Linked DNA regions of Drosophila melanogaster: region 1 is linked to region 2. A link is a contact called in public Hi-C data. All regions are on one chromosome and are shown on one strand. The core of a region is the stretch at or near the end of the contact, and the rest is flanking DNA. Distances in the headings are between cores, read along the strand shown.

The links. A called contact is a pair of places that touch in the nucleus more often than the background predicts.
Region 1: a contact with region 2 is called in a Hi-C map of the Kc167 cell line, with 2.0 times the contacts expected there. The contact joins the promoter of CG3097 here to the promoter of CG12730 in region 2. A contact is called at or near these places in 4 of 107 Hi-C or Micro-C datasets (the Kc167 cell line, eye imaginal disc, larval brain and 1 more).

The regions. Positions count from the first base shown.
Region 1 is chrX:5,769,487-5,772,377 of dm6, reverse strand. CG3097 reads left to right here and starts at 1,598. Exons shown (of 4, transcript NM_132031.3): 1 at 1,598-1,977. All of the region lies in intron 1 of CG42699, which reads right to left.
Region 2 is chrX:5,515,185-5,518,112 of dm6, reverse strand. It overlaps CG12730, which reads right to left and starts at 1,505. Exons shown (of 3, transcript NM_001297967.1): 1 at 615-1,505; 2 at 269-541; 3 at 1-69. The coding sequence starts at 692. It also overlaps asRNA:CR45518.

The DNA.
Region 1 (2,891 bases), core at 349-2,848, 250 kb before region 2:
AAAGTCAAAGCTTCCAGCTGCCGAAGAAAGTGATTTCAGCGATAAGGAAAATAAACCAAAAATTATTATTATTATTAACTCGATATGTATGTATGGAAAGATAAACAAAAGACTGCCACTAGAAAACGGAAATCGGCGGTTTCCACACATAAAGAATAGGATATTAGATTGTATCTTATCTTGAGAATATACAAATTTCTTTTCGTGTATCCAGCATTTACTGTACAATCAACCGACAGCAAACAAGAAAGGTGCCCTGAAAAAAAAAACAAACCATTGTGGTCGCACTCTCGAAAAAAGGGTTAAAAGTGAAAATCTGGGCACCACAAAAAGGTGAAATAAAAAAAAAAAACGAAACACCGGAAAAAAGCCAGAAACAAATCAAAAATAAATAATGCCTGGCGGCGAAAAAAAATCAATTGTGGGCGGCGAGGGGCGGGGCAGGTGATCAAAGGCAAAAGAAAGTAAAACTCGCCAAGTGGGTCAAAATCGCGCCGTCACACAATCCATTAAACAAACACACACACACACGCTGTGATTTTCAGTTAGTGATACAATTGAAAATGCAATTTACAAAAATCAGCTGCGGTCGAAAGAGATGGAAATATATACAATATATGTATATATGTATGTGAGTATATCTTGAACTTGCCAGTTTGATGTGAATTTAATATTATATTGTCATTTCCGTTGCATGCGATCGATGTTTCATAATGAGCAATCATCATTATTGGTTATGATAATGATTGAAGATGAGATTGCCTGAAATGTCGGTATTGACAACTTTGCACCTTCGCTACCTTTTTATGATCGGGGTATTTCCACTGAAAGCCATTTGCAATCAATCAAAACATTTAAGACACTTGTAAAAATTAATGCCTCGATAAGTGTGATCAAGTCAATAAATATTGTACTAAAACTGGGCACTTTTGAATAAACATTTTTCTAAACCTCAATACCGGATGGTGTAAGCATTAAATCCGACTAAAAAGAACTCAGCAGTAGGAAGTGGGATATTTATCATCTTTGGAAATCCCTGGTAACGGCAAAAAAGAACTTGTGCACCTGTGTTCGCCGGTGACTCAAAAGAGAATATTCTTAAACACCGGAAGTGTTATCGCAGGATTTTCCAGATAATTGCAACCATTGACCATTATTTTCTAGGAAATTCCTGATTCCAAACTAAGCCCGTGACTAATGTATGAATTATGGTCCCTTTGAATGTTTCAGTTGACATACATTGGTGTATTAGCAAGTGGACAGTCCCCGGTGCGAATCCGTTAAATGCATTCGAGTGCAACTCAATGTGTGTGACTGAGTCAAAGTGTCAATGTCGTCGCGGGTGGAAGGGAGACAGCTGCTGGCGTGGGCGTGGGCCATGCATTCTCTCTGCCTCTCGCGCCCCCTCCCCTCCCTCATTTTCGTGGGATGCAGATGCCCAAGAGAGAGATAGTGCGAGTGCGTGGTGCATTGGGGAGCTCCTCTCCCTCTCCCTCTTCCTCTCCCTCTCGCACTCTTCCTCTGCTCTCTCTGCCGCCGCCTCTGCCGCTGCGCAGCCGCCTTGCTGCCGGCGTCGCTGTCGTTTCCATTTCCAATTTCCATTTACGCGACGATCGCTTAAAAGATCGGTCGTCGGTCAGCGCAAACATTTACAACACTCTGGGCTTTGTTTTTGTTGTTGTTTTGTAATTCTCGGTTTCGTTTGTTGTGTTTTTTTTTATTTTTTTTTAATTTTAAATAATTTTTTTTTTGAATAACGGATCCCTTGCGCCGACAGAGCGGCAATATAAAATTGAAGCACATACAATCAGCATTTAGTCGAAGTTTGCAGCTTGCCCAGCGACACACTCTCCCACACACGCACACAAAAAAAACACACACACACATATATATATTTGCAAAGTGCACTCTCTTCCGAAGAGCCGGCAACAGGAAGAAGAAGAAGAACAGGCGCAGCCTCGCAATCAACAAAAAACAGTAAGTAGAATAGGCAACAACAAACTAAAAAAAAAAGTAAAAGAATGCAGCAAACATACTATAAACTAAACTAATTTGTCAAAAGTGAAAAAATTAAGGCAAGAACGCAGAAGAAACTGAGTGAAGAAAGGGGAGAAGAATTCAAAAGAAAGTGAAGTGCAAAAGCTTCAGACGAACTGGGGGTTGATGTGAAAGAGGGAGGACTGCCGAAGAAAAGGGGTAGAGCTTACAAACACAAAAAAGAATTGCAAAACATCGGGGATGAAGATTGTAAAAAAGACACGTAAAAAGACAGCAGCCAAGAAAAGGAATGACTGTGTAAAATTAAGGGAGAATTGTAAATGAATGAGGGTGAAGATTGTTGAAGAATGCCAGGCGAGATTTTACTAAAAGACTGCATAACGAGAAATACCCGGTAAATGATAGTTGGGTTGTAAGAGGGGAAAACTGGCAAGATTTCAGAAGAATCCAGCAAAATAAATTCCTTTGCAAAGAGTTTTGGTGTTTTCAGTGAATATATGCCATATTAAAGGGAAATTAGCATTGCAAGTATTTTGAAGACTTCAGCAATTACTAAAGAAAGGCTTAATTTACAAATGAAAAGCCAGATTATGTAAAAAAAAAAAAACAAAAAAGTTGTTGTAACGAACGAGGAAGTGCAAAATGCACCCGCTTCATTTTAAAACTGGTTTTGATTTTTAATTATTTGGCCACTTAGCGGAACAAGTTGAAATTTTGACGTATTTCGCATTCGTCGAAAGTCTTAAAATCTGAGAATTTCACGCGAAATATTCTTTTTTATACGCCCCTTTGTTAACGAATTAAGAGGCAATTAGTGAGAATCTAATTCATTTTTTATAGTTCAGAATTTTCGATCGGAAGAGGATATTTCTTAATGTTTGAATGTAGTAAGG
Region 2 (2,928 bases), core at 256-2,755:
CTGGCGACTGCGCCGATAGTTTCCATAGGCCTCCAGTCCGTTGATGCAAAATGCTGTCAGGCCAAAGAACTGTAAAAAAAAAGGTGAAGAATAGGGTGTATTAGACGGATCTACAGAGAGTTCATCACAGCGAGGGAATGAATCGGCTCCAACTGGAGGCTCAGTGTTTCGTTTACCAGTATCTTTCCTAGCTTAATCATTAGCCGAAACAATGAGCCGTAATACTTTTGGTTTCCGAACTTATCCTAACTGCGAGAACGCCACTTACCGCCGCCGCCGTATAGGCTCCAATATCCAGGGAGAGTACGAGTCCGGAGGCCGTGAAGTAGGCCAGGGCCAATGAGGAGTGCACCGCCAGGGACCAGAGCGTGGGATCGCATCGGCAGAACTGGCGCTGCCACAACCGGAGATACCTGGCCAGGAGCAGGCAGCCGGTGGCCACGAATCCGATGGTGACTACGGCCAGGTAGAAACTGCCGCGGAAATTGCTCACGCGCACCGGTCCGCAGATGATGCACAATATTCCAACAAAGCTGCACAGCTGAAAGACGCACACATACAAGCGCACACATTAAGGGCGATACACAATGGCACATATGTGTAAGGCTAATTACCAAACAGGCCAGCTTGCACAGGCCCGGCATGCTGAGCAGGTATTTGCGATCGTAGTCCTGGGTTCCCGTCAACGACATCGCGGCCAATACAAGATATATACGTTTTGGATGCAGTTAATCCAGATTGTCCAGCCGAATAGATGCCTCAGAAACGAGCGATTAAAGCCAATGTAGCAAATGTAGCGAAGCGCCGCTGACTAATTCATATTGCGCTCGCCAGCACGCACAGAATGCCACTGAAGTAATACAAACAACACAAATACTCAGAATTCTCCCATCGTTACACTCGGCGAATAAAACTACAATTGCGAGAGCGAGAGAAGCAGCGGGCGAAAGAGAGAGAGAGAGAGAGAGAGAGAGAGAGAGACAGAGAGCGAGCAACACATGGCACAGTGGGACGAAACGATCAGGAAATGTAGTACATATTGTGTACAAATTGTGTTATCTACTCAAATGGTATCTAATGAAACTATAAATATTAAGGAGATTAGCTTTAGCTGGGTATTTATAAAAAATAGGATTATTAGTTTAAGAAAGCTGTAATTTCCAATAAATGAATAAACCATATTAACTTGTCTTACTAACTGTAGTTTTGGGGGTCTGTTCATTGTGAATGCTTCTTCGTTACATTATACTAATTTTCGTTCGGGGGATGTCAAGGGGTGAATCTAACACGGTGTGACTCACTGACCTCCAGGGATATATTAAATATATGTATATTCATAAGGCAAGGTGACCGGTTACTGGGTGAGCAAAGCTTTTTTAGTCGTGTGAAGTGCCGAGCTTTTATGACTGGCATTGCTTGTGACATGCAGTTTGAGGTTGGGCCCTTTTTGGACCACTGTGCATTCGAATTTCCATCTGTATCTTAATGCCCAGCATCATTAGATTGTGCCATTCGAATCGTATTTGTTATCGGCTATGACCGAAACGCTTCTCGTTATTTTAATCGGCACAGCAGGCTAATTGATTTAGTTACTTAACGGATAAATCGCTGCACAAATCCGAATGCGAATGCAAATGCGAGCCTCCCAAAATCAAATGCAATTTCGTCGTGATTCACATTGCAAAACACAAGCTGCCCAGCACATATCATACGGAATACGTGAATATACACAAACCATTTGGTGGCCAGATAAGTTTGACGAACTTTGAACACACTACTCCATACAAAAGAAAAAAATTTTATGATACAAAGCTACAAAGATATTACAGATACAATTTTTTCATTCATTTAATTTTGATTTCTCGCTACTCATGTACTATTTTCCACATTCAATTGTTAAAGTTCTTGAAAATGCATAGATACTTGTATAGGGTAGCAGTCGAAACACTCTGGCCCGACATCAAATTGAGTTATATTAATTGACTCATATTCATGAGAGGTGGCTCGTTTACGAAATGGCCGCATGGGTGGCCCCCGCCTCCTGGCCAAGGTCACTTGCACAATCGCCTCGACTGACTGAGATTCAGAGACATTCACAGTTTCACAGATTCACATATTCTAATGCAGAGCGGAAAATGCTGAGTGAGATATCTATGCGACGGAAATCGGCCACAACAAGCGGAAATGAGCACGAAAATCATAAATGAACTGCACTTGAGCAATTTAAGCGATAAAGTGCAGTTTCCATTTCGAGGGTAACAAACAGTCAGACGACTGCAGGGCAACTAATGTCTACATGATTTCTAAAAGCTCATGCATATATATGTATAAACATATATATATACATAAATATGGGAGGCACGAGATTTGCGCTCATCGATAAGCATCGAATCGTCTGGACAAGCGGGGAAAATGTGCGGCGGAAAAGCGAAGAAAATTGACTGGAGAGCGGATTTACACTTGAGGGCGTGCGAGTCTCAATGGCAAAAAGCTATGATTACCTATGGACATTTCTTTGATTTCTTTAGGACTTTGAATTCGATAAGTGCACAGAGGACTTTATAAATGTGCGCTTTAAACCACTGAATAACAGCAAAAGCATCTAAATAGTTTTTAACTAAATATCCAACTTATACTCAGTGGCACGTTGCTGAGAGTGCATTGTTTAGTGATATATCTCGCCTACGATTCATGCACATGGCTGGTTTTTCGCTTACGCACTCAGGCAATTTCCATCGCTTTTCCACCCATGTTGTAGAGCAGCGGAGAGAGAGGGGGGCGGGGCCGGGGGGAATTGGAAAATGTGGGTGCATCTAATTAGAAAAGCATTCGCTGTAATTGCCAGCTGCTGCATCAGCAAGATTTTGTTTGCTTTGGCGACGGGATAACGTGGAGCAGGACCAAAGGCAAAGCGACATGTGAGCTATT